2 separate regions of the Mus musculus genome follow, and region 1 is linked to region 2. A link is a contact called in public HiCAR-type data. All regions are on one chromosome and are shown on one strand. The core of a region is the stretch at or near the end of the contact, and the rest is flanking DNA. Distances in the headings are between cores, read along the strand shown.

Evidence for each region. HiCAR-type assays count read pairs that join an accessible place to other places.
Region 1: a HiCAR-type map of astrocytes shows a contact between it and region 2, with 2.9 times the contacts expected there. The contact joins two enhancer-like sites. A contact is called at or near these places in 2 of 484 Hi-C or Micro-C datasets (cortical neurons and ventral hippocampal neurons), 1 of 115 datasets of contacts at active chromatin or transcription factors (astrocytes) and 1 of 9 other capture datasets (embryonic stem cells).

What each region holds. Positions count from the first base shown.
Region 1 is chr10:53,501,643-53,505,632 of GRCm38.p6, reverse strand. All of the region lies in intron 1 of Gm40650 (predicted gene, 40650), which reads right to left. It overlaps Gm20597 (predicted gene, 20597), which reads left to right. Exons shown (of 4, transcript NR_037973.2): 4 at 1,926-3,990. Among named protein-coding and RNA genes, the nearest start is that of Gm20597, 15 kb to the left of the region's middle. Within about 2 kb of position 2,207, at least 85 of the 459 cell types and tissues checked have an H3K27ac peak or open chromatin away from gene starts, as enhancers often do. A contact at or near this core is called in astrocytes, where this site is marked.
Region 2 is chr10:52,746,417-52,750,210 of GRCm38.p6, reverse strand. The region is part of intron 1 of Slc35f1 (solute carrier family 35, member F1); the gene reads right to left. Among named protein-coding and RNA genes, the nearest start is that of Gm36123, 56 kb to the left of the region's middle. Within about 2 kb of position 1,755, at least 10 of the 459 cell types and tissues checked have an H3K27ac peak or open chromatin away from gene starts, as enhancers often do. A contact at or near this core is called in astrocytes, where this site is marked.

The DNA of each region.
Region 1 (3,990 bases), core at 958-3,457, 750 kb before region 2:
GGTCATGTCTAGCATGAGTGTCCCATATTATTATTCTGCAATGTGGCTCAGTGGACAGGAAATACGGTATGACATGTTTTCAGTAGTAGGATCAAGCTGCTACCTTACCAGTCACTCAGCCAAGGGCTATGTTAAATTCTATGAATAAACTCCTTTGTTCACAACTATCCAATACAACAAGACTCACAATTATTATTTATAGTAAGGACCCTGAGGCTTAAAAGCATCAAACAGCTTGCCCAGATCATATAGCAAGGACGTGTTTGAGGCAAAATTTGAATCCAGGTCAGTGTGGCATTAGGAGTCTCACTGGCTTAAACCATTCTTATTTAATTTGTGTAAAACCTCCATGTGTTCCTTATGCTTTGCAGATGAGAAAGCTGGTTTGGGCTAGTTAATTGACCCAAGGTTGCAGCTACGACAATACAGTTGAGGATCAGGCTTGGTATTATTGGGCCCTCCAGCCTTGTTCTTCCCATTAAACACATAATGTATTAGTTTTCCTCCTCCACAAGGCCACTTTCAAACAGAAGGGAAATTGGCTCGATGCTCAGCAGGAGCAGTTTAATGGCTGTTGATCATCCCTGCCAACTGTTTACTTTTGGAAGGCTCTAGGGTCTGGGTTCTTTGCCCCTCCCCTGCAAGTCTCTTGGGGGGGGGGGGGTGGTACTGGACACAAACTACGTAATCAAGATTTATTTTCTGAGAGGGATAAAAATATGTAACACACACACACCATGAGATTTTGGGAATGGCCAGTCAACAACTGCAATGGGCCAGGATATAAGAATAGCGACAATGAGATCCTAAATTTGCAAGTGTTTTCTGGGCTGCTTGAGAACTATTTAATCCTAAGAGTTTGTTTTTTTTCTCTCATTTCTATCATCTAGGATGGGCACTGTATCCAAACTTGATTAAGTTCTTACAACATCAGAGTTATAGCCAATCCTCAGTGTGTGTGTGTGTGTATGTATGTATGTATGTATGTATGTATGTATGTATGTATGTACAGTATGGTAAAGGGCTAATGGCCCAAAAGCGTAGAGCAGGCTACGGAACATGTTCAAGCTTGGGGTCCATGGAGCTCCTGATAAGGGAGTCCAGAGGGTGGTTCGGCCTACTAAACTAAAGCAGATCATGATAAGGCCAGCACACCAACCTCCATTGGTAATCACAGACCTGAGACTGGAGAACAAGTCTCTTCTGCTCTATAGCCCAACCCCCACCCCCACCCCCATTCCTGAGGAAAGGGTGATGTCCTTCATTCTTCTGATTAAAGGGCAATCTGTTTCTATTCAGGTCGGTTTACTCCTTCTTTTATTTCCAATCTCTTTCCGTGTTGCCTTTCCAGTCTAACAATTTATATTTAATGTCCTCTCAGGATGAGTAGTCATGTGACTATTAGAAGAAACATTGGTAACAATTGTCTCAAAACTGACATTCTCAGTCTGTCAACTAAGAAAAACCTGTATTCTGCATTTAAAATATTCTACAATAGAAACTTTGATCGTTTGTTATTTATTTATCTACTTTTAAAATCTATTTAGCTGATCTCCTGCCTCAGCCTCCCTAGTCCTGGGATTAAAAGGTATGTACCACTATGCCCGGGACTGATATATTATGAGTCAGTACTTTGGCACTATGAACAGCTAGTGCTAATGTATTTGTAGTTTGGGGAATCTTCCTAAATGAAGACTATGATTAAGATACTTTAGATGCTGATGAAAATTCTTCAAAACACATTTAGGGCAGAAAAAAACAAAAAAACAAAACAAAACAAAACAAAACCCTAAGCAGTCAGTGCTGGCTTCAAACAGATTTAAATTAGCCCAGGAAGCAAGCTCAGTCCAGACTAGGGAAACACGGGATCAGGGCGCCTGCGCCAGAAGCTCTGCTTCCTTTTCTCTGTTTTCTGTTTTACATAGGAATGAAAAGACAGCCGCCACAGTGTAAGCTTCCAGCCCAGGAGGGCCCAGGAGGGCGCAGGAGCTTTGAAAGCTTATCAGGAGCTGCTGTGAGGAAATACCTTCTTTATCACTTGTCACCTATGCCGGGCCGCCAGATGGTTCCACTTGCCTTCTCCTAAAACAGTCAGCATTGTTGTTCAGAGAGCAGGTCTTCGTGAGGCAAATGGGAGAGCGAGCGGGATTTGGGTCAGAACACAGCGGCTGCCCTCAAACTGGCTGTTGTGGCAAGGCTTTAGTTCCCTGCTTTGTCTTGTGTTCCCGCTCAGTCTCTGAAGCCTGGACTCAGGAAACTGCTCCTCCACCATCTCTCCTGACACAGTCTGTTTCTTGTCCTCTGAGGTCTTTTGCCCTGTGTGACCGCACTGCCCACTGTTGAGTTCAGCAATGCTGGGAAGACTCCAAGCGTCGGCCCAGAAACTCCTTCAAGAAAGCCAAATTCTCACCGATGCGGGGAGAATACCAACAATTGGGCCTAAAAAGGCCCATTTCTGGAATTGAGAAGCTGGGAACACCAAATCAAAAGTTGGCAGCAGCAGAGAAACAGAAGCCCACTAGGGACCACACAGGCACTGGGCTGCCTCAGTTCTCTACGTAAAGGAGCTAGAAAGAGCAGGGCGCCCTGGAGTGGGACTGAGCAGAGGTGCATGGAGACCCTCAACCACAGCTCAAGGGGCCAAGAGGCTTTGGAGTGAGAGGCCAAGGTTCTGGATGCAGGCTTCACTTAAAGGTTACCGGGGCCCTCCTGAGCGGGATCCATCAGCCTGCTATGACTCCCTAGAGTGAGATGCAATAATTACCACCTCATCCCACCTTTTAACCACTGTTCTTATCCTCCGTGGTTAGTCCTCTCCATCCTAACCTTTCTGTTCGGGGAGAGTTTCTGCTTTTCCTATTCAGTATGTCCTGATGCGTCTAAAAGAGCCATCGCCCACCCTTGTCAGGCAGCTGCGCTCTGATTCTCCGATTTAAACGGGCTCAGGACCACTGTACTCTACCAGGCCTGCTGTGGACAGACGCTTTCCCAGCATCACAGCAGACGGAGGCTCGTAACTAGTGTGGCAGCCTAGGAAGCCCTGAGTGTGAGGTTCCTAACTGAATGTGTGCTGTTGACAGGGGCACCGCTGTGTCAAGGACCTAAGCTTCCGTCTCGGAGGGCCATCTGAAAGCCTTCCCTCCTGTTCTGAGTGTGGATATAACACAGTGTGCTGAAAATGTTCACCATAACTCTCTGCCCGGAACCCACGGATATTTTCGCTCTGAAGACTACTCCCCTACAGAGACTGATCCTACCGAGATTAGCTAAACCTGGCTCCTTAATCCAGCTGTGTACCAGAAACCCTGAATCCTTGTTTATCTGTATGTAATAACCACACCTTCTTATTCAGCTGTATGTAATAATAATAACCCCGCCCTTCTGTTCATCTCTATATAACAAACACACTGTTGCTTTGGGGAGGAGGCTATGCTTTCTCCAACATAGGGCTTGGATCACCTAAACACGGCTTCCTGGCAGGTCCACCAGAGCTGTGTTGAGCCCAGCACCAGCGTACTAGCTGATATAAGGTTCCACCATGCTATTGCCATTGTCCTGATTCAAGAGAAGGAGTTTTTTGGCTCGGGCTCTGAAAGTCTATGACCCTTTAAATTCTGAACCCAGTCACTACACTAGAGTCAGCACTTCTCAAAGGATAGCATTTGCCTAACCCAGGACACTGGCTTTGTCTAGTGCCTGTATGTATTCATCTTATTTAATGTGGGGTCTCAGAGCAATTGCACACCATTTTGCCCCAAATCTCTGCTTTAAAGCATGGTGGACTTCATTTTATAGTATCTTGACAGCATGACACGCACATGATGAACATTAGGACAGTAAGTGCTTTGTAGAGATTTTTTTTAATCCAATTAATAACATAACTGCTTTAAGATATTTCTAGCCATTTAGGCTGAGGACAGGCCCATTCGAGTCTACTTTATATCTCTGTCTTTTCAAGCAGGAAGTCCTATAGTCAATTCCATCAAATGC
Region 2 (3,794 bases), core at 506-3,005:
GTTTGTTATCTCTGTTGCCTTCCTGATCCCCTTCCCATCGACACATGCTCAAATCAGGACATATCTAATCTTCTTTAGGTGTATTGTGCTGGGAGTAAAATGTTGATGTAATCAGATGCTTAGCTTCATAGAAAATGCTTCACAACTTGCGAAATTATAGATTTCTTTCTGACTCTTCTATGTGACCAAGTTGATACCTATCCTATAATATACATAGTCAAATCTGTAAAGTAACATGTTAGATAGCAGTGTTCAGTAATGAGGTGAATATTAAATATAAGGGTTTTACACAAATAAGGGCATTTAAAAATATTATATCTGAGGGATTTAAGTACTTTATGGGTTACCTAAACTATACTGAAGGTAATGGCAGAGTCTGAATTCACAAATCAGGGTGAAGGGAGATTAAGATTATAATACTGTGATCCCTCCTAGACCATCTGTTCTCAAACTAGGCAGCATTCTGGTGGGTCTGCTTATTATCCTTAGCACCTCATTGGTTCCTTGTATACTACGGGAGCTTTGGAGTATTTCATGTGAGTAAATCAAATTATTCTCAAAGGACAATCTGATTGTACTGGAATTTGTGTGAATTTGGACTCAAAAATCCTGAAATTGATTTCTGCCATGCAAACATTACTTGTCCATGTACTCAAATAAATCTCTCAAAATCAAAGCCTCTTCCCTATTATATATATATGATGTTGATGAGATTAGCAGCCTGGTCATCATACAGAAGAAGTCAAAATCAATAGTTTTAATGTATAAGTATTTGTTATAAAATTATAAATGTCAGGTATACATGTACTTTGAAACTATGTTATAGGACACATCATTGGTTCAACAAACTAGTCTTCAACTGTACAACAAAAGAGAAAAAAATTTAAATGTTATTGTGCTGTTATGAGTGTGGGTACGTAGGCCAGGGGTAAACATTGCATGTCTTTTGCAATTATTCTCTGCCATATTTATTGAGACATGGTCCCTTACTGAACCTGGGATTCATCTATTTCACTAGACTGGTTTAGCCCACGAGCCTAGGGATCCTCTTACTGTCCTCTCTCTGGTGTTGGAATCACAGAAACATTCTACCATATCCAACTTTTCAAAGTAAGTACTATGATCAAGTTCAGGTCATCATGATGTACAGTAAACACTTTTCAAGCCAAGCTATATCCCCAAGACCCCCCTTTATTGTATCCCATGTATTATTTAGACAAAAAAAATTGTTGAGTCCTATTTTTACCTTTTCAATTGTGTACAAATATGTTTTTCCTATATCTCAGATATAGTAAGGTTTATTAATTTTAGGATGCTAGAATTGTTTTCCTCTCCTCGGATCTAACATGTTGGAAATTGGTACTAATCAGGTCAAAACACTGTTCCACAGACAAAATGGAGAAGGGGCATTCTGCTTCACCTTCTTCATTCTCTCAGGTTCCATTTTGATGGTAAGAATTATGGCAAAGATTTGGCCTTGAAGTCAAATGTTTGCTTAAAGGCACACATCTGAACATCTGAGATCCTGACTTTCCACATCTCTGGCTCAAATCCTAACAGGCCAACAGTGGCTTCAGTGATGTCTGATACGTTCTGAAATTTTCAAATGAAATAGTAAAAGCTTCCCTTGTAGGTATGTTAAAATGGCCTCTGTAAATCCCCCAATCAGCCAGTAGCTGACTCAGACAGCAGAGTTGGGCAGCACCCCACTACTGAGGCCTGGATGCACTTAGACAAAGAAACAGTCATGCTTTCAACCTCGAGTTTTATCAATGAACTGACTAGATTCCAGGCACTGTCCTCATGTTGCCTAGTAAAGACGCACTCATTGAAGGCTTAATCACAGCTTCACATACACAGTGAAAGGGTCAGAATCCTTCTCTGCACAAGGCATCCCAACAACACATCAAAAGACAGCACCATTACTCTGCATTGCCCTGTCTACATTCTCTCCAGCCAAGCTAGGGCAAAATGATCAGTACTTGTGCTCCTTCTGAAAAAGCCTAATGTCTACAGTGCCCCATAGCCCGGTGCCTGGCAAGGTAGTACCATCCTGCCAGCCAGTAATTGCAGACAAAGAGCTTGAGAAACTTCACTTTGTTTGCCAGAAAGGATTCTGCCTTGGCCATCAATGGCTATTTGTGAACTAAAGAGCAGGTGCCTATAAACTACTGTGCGGGGCATCCAACATACATGTAGAGAGGATGCCAAATAGTGGGTGCTGTCTCCAGTACAAGATACCTGATATTCCTATAAAGCAGCATGTTCATACCTTCAAGGTACTCCCTCTGTCTAGATAACAATGGCTTTGACCCCTCACACCATTTCTGTCAATGGCCACTATTACACTGGTCAGTGATAGCCAATAGCTATAAAATAGCTACACATGTTTTTAGTCTTTCATTTTAGGACACATCACTGCTGTGTTTTATTACCTTAGACCACCTTCAGGCATGACCGGGTACCTGCACTCATGTCCGTATATGAAGCACTGTGTTGAAAAGGCAGATATTAAAACAGTACAGCATACATGAAACAATGTGATTAATACAAACTAAAACAAAATTAAACCAAAGTAGAGTCTTAACACAGTCTGCATTGTTTTTACATCCTTTCTCATTCCTGCCTACTCTATATTCTTTCCTTTACCTAAGTGAGGCAGAGGGGAGAGAAAGTTCTTGGTATAGCAATAGAAACCTGGAAATCCCACCCCTAATAGTTGACTGAGGTATCCAATGACCTCTCAAGAGACAAAGAAGCAGCTTGAACTTGAAACCAGATATAATAAAATTTTATCCCGGAAAAAGTTCTACCAAACTTCTGCTAAGTGCTATGTCAGCTTCGGGTGTGAAATCTGCTAGAGTGGGTCAGGTGCAGCTCCGAAGATGAATCCATTTCTCATGTCTACTGTCAGATCACACACTAGACAGTAGTTTCTGTGTTTAGTTTTGGACCGAAGATCTGGGGATCCTGGATATACTCTGGTGAGCAAATACATGTCAGAAATGCAATTCAAGTACTAGCCTGTGCTTGCAAATCCTAACAAATAGTTCTTCTTGCAATAGAAAATTTTAAAACTCTAAGATACAGACTTTTCAACCCCAAGATATGAAATATCATCAAGATTTTATTATATATTAAGTGATACAAATATCATCTTCCAGTCTTAGTCAACCAAATGCATAAAAATGTGTTTAATAAGAAAGAATTTTCTCATGACAAGATTTGAAAGTGACAGATGATACTTGGGACAATCTGAGAATGGATTGTGAGGCTTAATTTAATATTTAAAGCTAATGAAGAGTTCAAAATAAATTATATATGAGTCATCTAATATTTTCAAAGAATTAAAATATATTTAATATTCCAGAGTTTATACTGAGTATATTTTAATATTCAATGAACATGAAAATTTTGAGGTCATCTCTATGTTTCTTCCTTATTTGATCATTTATATCCATGAGAAAGCTGAGAAATAGTTTTCTGTTCCTTATATCTCAGCCTGGATTACCAGACATATGAATACAAAATCCATCATTTGGAAGCTTTGGGTTTGGAACGAACACATCTATCTAAGAGAGTCACTTCTGACTACAGTCACTGTTTCTGGACTTGAAAATGTTGCAGATGTGGTTTGGGTAGCATCATACTGGTGACATTTTAAAAGAGAATGTTATGTTCCCACAAGAATCAACGACAAAAAAACCTCAGCACCAAGCCCAAGAAACCATCTTTTCAAATGGTTGGACAGGGTAGTCCAAGTGACTGCTGGAGCTCGTGGTGCTGAAGACAGT